Regions from separate parts of the Oryctolagus cuniculus genome. Here region 1 is linked to region 2. A link is a contact called in public Micro-C data. All regions are on one chromosome and are shown on one strand. Each heading gives the region's core, a stretch centred on a gene start, on an enhancer-like site or on the middle of the called end of the contact. The rest is flanking DNA. Distances are from core to core; before and after follow the strand shown. Region 1 holds the start of LRCH4 (leucine rich repeats and calponin homology domain containing 4). Region 2 holds the start of PPP1R35 (protein phosphatase 1 regulatory subunit 35).

What was found. A called contact is a pair of places that touch in the nucleus more often than the background predicts.
Region 1: a contact with region 2 is called in a Micro-C map of ear pinna, with 3 times the contacts expected there. The contact joins the promoter of LRCH4 here to the promoter of PPP1R35 in region 2. A contact is called at or near these places in 2 of 6 Hi-C or Micro-C datasets (ear pinna and an unstated tissue).

Annotation. Positions count from the first base shown.
Region 1 is chr19:42,795,569-42,799,876 of mOryCun1.1, forward strand. LRCH4 (leucine rich repeats and calponin homology domain containing 4) reads right to left here and starts at 2,743. Exons shown (of 18, transcript XM_051847704.2): 1 at 2,388-2,743. The coding sequence starts at 2,607. FBXO24 (F-box protein 24) reads left to right here and starts at 2,842. Exons shown (of 10, transcript XM_017342581.3): 1 at 2,842-3,173. The coding sequence starts at 3,135.
Region 2 is chr19:42,647,882-42,652,060 of mOryCun1.1, forward strand. PPP1R35 (protein phosphatase 1 regulatory subunit 35) reads right to left here and starts at 2,100. Exons shown (of 3, transcript XM_070064436.1): 1 at 882-2,100; 2 at 588-801; 3 at 1-266. The coding sequence starts at 1,112.

The sequences.
Region 1 (4,308 bases), core at 1,493-3,992, 150 kb after region 2:
AGCAAGGCGAGCAGTGGAGGGGGTGACAGGAGGGGATGGCAGAGGCCATGACCCCCCCCCCCCAGCCAGCATCTCGCTGTCCCCATGCCAGGAGGCAGGCCTTGGGGTCCTCTCCAGGGCGGACACACTGACCGTCCAGGTCTCTAGAGGCCCGCTCTTGTTTCCTCTATGCAGCCTGTACTGGGAGGGGCTCCGGGCCTGCTGCGGGAAGTCCCAGGCGGCAGAACTTGGGTGAGCTTCTTCAAGGGCCTCCTCAGGGAGGGGCGAGCCCAAGCTGGTGTGTGGGGGGGGGGAGCTGGGGTATATCCCCCAAGGAAATGAGTCTTGTGACAGGAAACACAGTAGAGACAACCGCGCGCTGGGCCCTGTGTTCGCCGGGGTGGCTCACAGCCTGATGCCTTGGGCGCTGCTCTCCCTGTCTCTGCCCCAGCCCTGGTGCACACAGACAGGAGACCCAGCAGCAGAAGTCAGTTCCGGAGAGGGTGGGAGGGCTGCATCCGGTCTCCCCACCCGCGCCCTCCACCTGCCCGCTTTCTCTGTCCACAACTGTGTTTGCGTGTGCACTCGTGGGTGAAGAGGCCAAGTTCGGATGGGGCGAGCAGAGGCGGGGGCAAAAGCTAGGAGCGGAAGGGAGCCCGTGCTGGAGGAGGCAGGGCACGGGGCACAGGATGTGGTCTGTGAGAGAAGGAGCCATACTTCTCCTTTGCTGGAGGCACCCCTCCCCCCGCCAGGGAACAGAGTCCAGGGGATATCAGGACCGGCCCCGGGGAGACAGGGATGGCGAGGGGGTGTTCAGAGTGGCTGGGGCAGCGGAGCTCGGAGGCCTCCTGTCTGGGTGGTGGGCAAGCAGCCTTTCGGGACGGGGTATGGGCAGCTTTGTTTGTGTCACTTCCCCTTTCTGCCCCAGGCCATGAGTGCCCTGCGGTGGGGAGGGGCACCGAGGAGAGCGTTCTGGACCCGAGATGGACCCCACCTGGTCTCGAACCTGGGCCCCAAAGGGCTAACTGCTGGGGATTCTCAGGAAGCTGGGACCTCCCCAGAGAGCACACAGAAGCATCTGCTGCACCCAGAGCCGGAATGCTGGGGGGGGGGGGGCGGGAGCTGGGAGTTCTGGGTAGTTTTCCCCAAGAGTCCACTCACTGAGCCAGAGCCCTGAGGAAGTAAAGAATAACATTTGGTCTTTGTCAAAAAACAAGCGAGGGGGAGGGGCGAGTGTCACACAGCTGCTGAGGTCAATCTGGAGCTGGGGGTTGGGGGGGGCAGGACTGAGGGATGGGAACGGCCCCTGGGGCTCACCCCGTTCCCCAACTCACTGCACAGCCAGCGAGGCAAGCGGAGAGGCTGAAAGGGCGACAGCGTGTCCAGGCCAGCCGACCCACGACCCACGCAGGTGAGCCGGCACCTGCTGGAGAAGCAATGCGCTCCTCGGCCCAGCCCCACTGAGGGAGGAGAGGCCGAGGGAGGCCTCTTCACACCCCAGCAGGGAATGCGGGCCTCCGCCCTGCTCCTGGTCCCCACCCCCCAGCTGCCAGCGCCAGAGCAGAGGCTGCGTCCTGGGCAGCTGTGGCCTGACTCACCTGTCACGGCAGAGTCTCCCACCCCCTAGCACCAACAGGCACGAGGGTGGAGGGGAGCCCTGAGCTGGCCCGGCACTGCCAGCCCTCCCTCCTCTCAGCCACTGCCTCAGTTCCTCCCCCTTGGGAAAGCAGAAACTGCCATGGGAATTCCAGGACACCTATGAAGTCACAGGCCCCGCAGTGACCTCACAGCGCGGGGACGAGGAAAAGCCTGGGACGAGGGCTCGGGCAAACAGGCGGAAGAGCTTAGGGAGAAAAGAGTGAGGGGAGCCCGGAGACCTGCTCCTTTCCCATTGGCTGGCTGGGGGACCTTGGTGGGCGGGACCCCGGCAAAGCAAGCAGATGCATCAGGTGGTCCGGGACCACCAGGCACGCCAAGGGGGTGCCCGGGGCTGCTCGGATCTCGGTGAAAAGGGGGCAGGAGTTGCAGAAGGAATGGTTAGAGGCGCTCGCGGAGGCTGCTTTATGGAACGATCAGAACTGAGGTGGAAGGTCATGCAAATGAACCAACCAGGTGAGGGGCGGGACCCTTCTACAGGTGCGCAGGTATGCAAATAAAGCGAGTGCCTGACAACGCAAGGCCCGAAACGCTAGGCGTCCAGTGCAACCGAGGAAAGTGTTCATTGTCTAAGGGGTCCTACAACGGGGAGGGGGTGTTCGCAGGCTGATGTCACTCGGGAGCGGCGGGGGCTCCCGACAGCCAGGTGAAGGGGCGGGCTGGGCTCCCGGAGGGGCGGGGCAAGAGTGGGGGCGAGGCTATGCAAATGATGGTCCCAGTCGGGCCCGGGGCCCGGGGCCCGAGCCACTCACCAGCCTGGGTGATGTCGGACAGGTCGTAGCTGCGGGCCGCGCCCCGGGGGAAGTGCTTCAAGCGCCGGTTAGACAGGTTCAGGGTCCCGGTGGCCACGGCCTCCTCTAGGGCCCGCTCTGCACTGCGGCTCCCGGGCAGACCAGGAGACCCTGGCACGGAGATCGTGGCCGTCGCCTCCTCACCACCGGCGGCGAGTGGGGCCGCTACCGCCGCCGCCATCCGCTCCCGGCGGCTCCCGCGGCCTGACTGACGGGACCGGCCGTCCCTCCGTCCCCCTCCCCCTCCTCGGGGCTGCCGTAGTCGTCTCGAGGGGGAGGAAGCGGGGTCACGGACCAGCGGACCAATCGTGGGCCCGAGACGCGACGGAAGCGGCTAATCAGAGCCCGCCGGGGGGCGGAGCCTCTGTGCCCGGAGCCCGGAGCGGGATGGGAGGGGGACTAGAATGGAGCGCACGCTAACGGCCGACGCTCCAAGCCCAGCCCGCCCCGCGCAGCCGTATCCAATCACCGTGCTTAGATGGCTTGCGATGGAGCCAATCAGGTCCAACCGGGAGGCGGGGACGACGGGGCTCCTCTAGATGGAATAGAGGCGGAGACTAGAAGCCGCAGGCCGCCCAGGGCTTCGTCCAAGGAAATCCAATTGCAAGCCAGATACAGACGAGTGATTGTCGAGAAGACCAATTAGATCCTTCGGAGGAAATCAGGCCCAGCCTCTTTCTCTGAGGGACGGGCCTACCTACCAGTAGCATGGGCGAGAAGGCGGTCCCTTCGCTAAGGAGGAGGCGGGTGAGCTAGAACTTTGAGGTAAAGAATGTGAGGGAGGCGTGCCGGGTTGGCCGAGAGAGAGCAGTGCGGGGGCTGAAGTAGCGTGGCGCACGCTGGACGCGTTAGGGAGCTAGCCAGGGAGCCAGTGTGCAGGCCGTTGTCGCAGCCGAAGGGACCGCGGGGACCGTTTCTGGCTGCGGAGGCTGAGGGGCCGCTAGGATCTCGGGTCCCGGGCGGGCGGCTTCCTGGGGGCTGTAGACACCCAGCCCGAGCAGCTCCGCGCGGCCGCAGTCGTGATGACCAGACCTGGGCTTTCTGTTTTTAAGAGAGGGAGAGACAGAGATCTTCCGTCCACTGGTTCACTTCCCAGATGCCCACAGCTGTCGGGGCAGGACCAGACGGAAGCCAGGAGCCTGGAACTCCATTCGCGTCTCCCACATGGATGGCGGGGGCCCAAGAACTCGCGCCATCGTCCACCGCTTTCTCGGGCACCTTAGCAGGGAGCAGGCTGGGAAGTAGAGCAGTCGGGATTCGAACTGGCGCTCATGTGGGACGATGGGGTTACAGCCCGGGCTTAACCCGCTGTGAGCCTACACTAGCCCCGTGACAGAATGAGAACAAGTTCTTCGTTTTCCAAATCAGGAAACTGAGGCAGAGGGCAGCCTGCAAGTTCCTGACAACCCCCAGTGCTCCACGCAGCGCCCCCCCCCCCCCACTTTGTACAGTGACACCACCTCTTGCTTGCTCCATGGGCTAAAATGGAGAAAGAGGAGGGGGACTGAGATGCGAGACAAAACATGGCCTTCTCGGAGTTGGTAGCATCCTGGTAGCGCCATCAGCGACCGAGAGGCCACTTCTGTGCTGTCCGTGGCCCAGCCACAGGATGGCTGATGACGCTGCGTCCCTACTGCTGATTTCCTGAACATCTGTTAAGTGAACATTCCATCTTGGGTGTTGCAAACTAGGTGTTTGCTTGTCACCGTGAGCAAGGGAGTCAGATGGCGTGGTGGACAGCTTGTTCGCCAGCGCAGCTAACGAAACGGTCTATGCAGCCCTGCACAGAGGAGCTCGCTGGCCAGCAGGACTGGGTTGCTATGGGCCCCTGGAAGAGTCAGCGACGCCTGGGACTTATTGGTGCACATCTCTGGCCCCTACC
Region 2 (4,179 bases), core at 850-3,349:
CCCCATCTGAAGCGTCCCATTTGTTAGCCAAACAACTTTATTCTGAAAAAATAGCAACACAAAAACAGGACCCAGCAGCCCGGGTCCTCGGACTAAGCCTCCCATCGCCTGAGCGTCCGATGCATGAGGAAGGTGTCTTCCGGAGGGCGGCGCCGGGGCTGAAGGCGGAGCGGGGGCAGCCCGTCCAGGGGCAGGTGTGGAGCTTCGTAGACCAGCGTCTCTGGGTCGCACAAAATGGTCATGTCTGGCCCTGGCCCCGGAGGCTCCTGTTGGAAGTTGGGGTCCGAGGCAGGCTCACACTCGGGGAGGAGGGGCCGGGGGGATTTGCCGCGGTGGGGGGGAGGGCACTGGGGGGAAAGCCCACCTTTGGGGGCGGCACTCGAGCCTGGGGCGGCAGGAGCGCCAGCTTCTCCCTGAGGGCGGCGTTCAGAACCTGCTCCTCCGGCACCTGCAGGCTCACCAGGTCCCGGAAGAGCCGCCTGGAGCGCGGCACGTTCAAGCCTGGGTGCGCAGGAGGGCCGACGGTAAGCGGAGCGCGGGCCGCCTGCTCCCGGCCCCGGCCCCGGCCGGCCGCCTGCGCCCCTCACCCTCGCTCACGCTGTCCTCCACACCGCAGCGGAGCCGGAACGACTTCCTCAGCTGTTCCTCCACGGCCTTCGCGGCGTCGAACTGAGCCCCCGCCGCAGCGCGCGCGGCCCGCAGCTCGAGGCCCAGGGCCAGGCTGCTGTGCAGCGCGGGGTGCTCGAGCTCCCGCGGCGCCTCGGGCCGGGCCGGGGAGGGCGGCGCCAGGCGGAACCGGACCTGGAAGCGGAGAGCGGGGCCGTGAAGGGGTGGGCGCGGGCCCGGCGGCGGGCCGGGGGCCGGGCGCTCCCGCCGCTCACCTGCCGCCCCCTCCGAGCCCCACCCCGCCGCTCCGCCTGCCCCTTCGGCCGTCTGGGGCTGCCGCTGCGCGGCTCGGGGCTCTCCGGACGCGGACTCAGGCTCAGATCCAGGCCGGGCTCCGGTAGTGGGGCTCGCGGCTCCGGGGCCCGGGGTTCTGGGGGCAGTCCTGGGGCCACCACGGCTTCATCCCCTTCCACCGACTCCAGCTCTGACTCCCCACAGCCCAGCATGTCGGAGTAACTGCGGGGGTGCAGGGGGGCGCACGGGCCAAGGGTCACGAGCACACAGCCTCGCCCCTGCGCTTCCCCCTCCCCTCCCCGGCACGGCAGCCGGAAACCGTTAGCGCTCCACCACCGGAGCGGGCGCGCCCCGCCCACCCTACGGCGCTGCCAATCGTCACTTCCGTTGTCCCGCCCCCCAGCTTCCGCCAAGTCGGGGCTTCGAGCGGAGCCGAGTAGAAGCCCTACGGGTCCTCATCTGGGCCATTTCTCCTTCGCGGCGTTCTTTGCCGGTTGCTCCCTTCTCCCGGCTTCTGAGGAGGGCCGAGTGTGTCAGCCCTCCCTGTTGGGGATCCACGTGGGGCAGCTTTAACCTAACGATCTAGTGCTTCCGCTTCTCGACCGCCCCACGGCATCTCCCGGTGTCCCGTGGCCTCTGGTTTGGGACCGGAGCTTCCCTGTACGCGCGGGGCGGGGCTCGCTGCCGCCAGCCCCGGGCGCTCTCCCGGGATTTTTTTTTTTTTTTTTCTCCTTCGAGAATTCCCTAAAGTGTTCATCTATTTTAAAAACAAATCTTGGCCGGCGCCGCGGCTCACTAGGCTAATCCTCCGCCTAGCGGCGCCGGCACACCGGGTTCTAGTCCCGGTTGGGGCGCCGGATTCTGTCCCGGTTGCCCCTCTTCCAGGCCAGCCCTCTGCTGTGGCCAGGGAGTGCAGTGGAGGATGGCCCAGGTGCTTGGGCCCTGCACCCCATGGGAGACCAGGAAAAGCACCTGGCTCCTGGCTCCTGCCATCGGATCAGCGCGGTGCGCCGGCCGCAGCGCGCCGGCCGCGGCGGCCATTGGAGGGTGAACCAACGGCAAAAAGGAAGACCTTTCTCTCTGTCTCTCTCTCTCTCACTGTCCACTCTGCCTGTCCAAATAAATAAATAAATAAATAAAACAAATCTCTTCGCTGAGTGCAGTTTTTTGTGTGTTTTAAATAAAGGAGGACCTCAATTTCTAAAAGCCTCTAAAAATAAGGAATATGAAAATGTCGGGGGGCTGTTTAAGACGCTGGGACGGGATGCCCTGATCCCTGCTCGGATTCCAGCTTCCCGCAGAGGTGCGCCTTTGAGAGGCTGCTGGTGATGGCTCAAGTTGCTGGGCCCCTGCCACCCCCGGGGTGAGCAGGATGGGGTCCCCTGAGCCCACCGTGGCCAGGCCCAGTCCTGGCCGCTGTGGACGTTTGAGGAGTGGACTGGCACAAGGCAGCTCTCTGTCCCTGTGCCTCTCAGACTTTTAAATATGTCCATTATCTCCCCTATTCAATCGTAAAAGGGGGTGGATAAACAAATATACTTATTTTTTTAAACGAAATATGTCTACGTTTTAATGATGACTTTTATGAGGAAAGAACGAAGAGAGGAGAGGCTAGATGTCTCATTATATTTTGGATATTTGGCTTTGGAAATGTATGTATTTTATATGATTGTAAATGATAAAAATTCTGAAATTCTCTAGAAACCAGAGTGAAACTAACCTAAAAGTGTATCTAGTTGATGGTATAACTACACAGTTGATGGTATAATTACACAGAAGAGAACTCTTCTGAAACTAAAACTAATTTTTAGGGGCCAGCACTGTGGCATAGCAGGTAAATCCGCCACCTGCAGTGCCAACATCCTATATGGGTGCCGGTTCAAGTCCCAGCTACCCCACTTCTGATCCAGCTCTCTGCTATGGCCTAGGAAAGCAGTAGAAGATGGCCCAAGTCCTTGGGCCCCTGCACCCATGAGGAAGTCCCAGAAGAAGCTTCTGGCTCCTGGCTTCAGATCAGCTCACCTCCAACTGTTGCGGCCATTTGGGGAGTGAACCAGCGGATGGAAGACCTCTCTCTGCCTCTGCCTCTCCCTCTCTGTAACTCTGTCTTTGAAATGAACAAATTAAAAAAAAAAAAAAAGATAGTGTTGATGTTATTTTGGTAAAGGAGATGGAGATGTAAAGTTAATATGTAAAATCTCTGTAGTCTTACATTTGGATAGAAATCTAGATGAATTCATGGTGTGTTTTGCCTTAAGTTAAAACTACCTATATTGGCCGGCGCCGCGGCTCACTAGGCTAATCCTCCGCCTTGCGGCACCGGCACACCAGGTTCTAGTCCCGGTTAGGGCGCCGGATTCTGTCCCGGTTGCCCCTCTTCCAGGCCAGCTCTCTGCTGTGGCCCGGGAGTGCAGTGGAGGATGGCCCAGGTGCTTGGGCCCTGCACCCCATGGGAGACCAGGATAAGCACCTGGCTCCTGGCTTTGGATCAGCGCGGTGTGTTGGCCACAGCGCGCTGGCTGCGGCAGCCATTGGAGGGTGAACCAACGGCAAAGGAAGACCTCTCTCTCTCTCTCACTGTCCACTCTGCCTGTCAAAAAAAAAAAAAAAAAGAAAGAAAGAAAGAAAAGAAAAAGAAAAAACTACCCATATTATAATTCTGTCCCCTGAAAAGCCCTTTGAAACAGTGAGATTTGGTGAGTACTCTTGGCACCCAAAATGTTGTCCCTAAATTCCATACCTCTGAGCACTTAAATACCTGCACACAAATACTCATAGCAACTTTATTCATAAAAACAAAACCTGGAAACCACCTGAATGTCCCTCAGTGGGAAAATGGCTAAACCACGCATGTTCTGTACCGTAGACTAATACTCAGCAATAAAAAGGAACAGATGACTGATACAACAACTTAGATGAGTGAACAAGTGATTAATGCTGAGTGAGAATAACCAATCCCGAAGGTTACACACTGTATGATTCCATTTAGACAACCCTTTAAAAAGTATTTATTGAGAAATAGTTACAGAGAGAGGAGAGAAAGAAAGGTCTTCCATCTGCTGGTTCACTCTCCAAATGGCTGCAACAGCCGGAGCTGGGCCGATCAGGAGCCAGGAGCTTCTGGGTCTCCCACGTGGGTGCAGGGGCCCAAGCACTTGGGCCATCTTCCACTGCTTTCCCAGGCCACAGCAGAGAGCTGGACTGGAAGAGGAGCAGCCAGAACGGGAACTGGTACCCCTCTGGGATGCTGGCACTGCAGGTGGAGGCTTACTTAGCCTA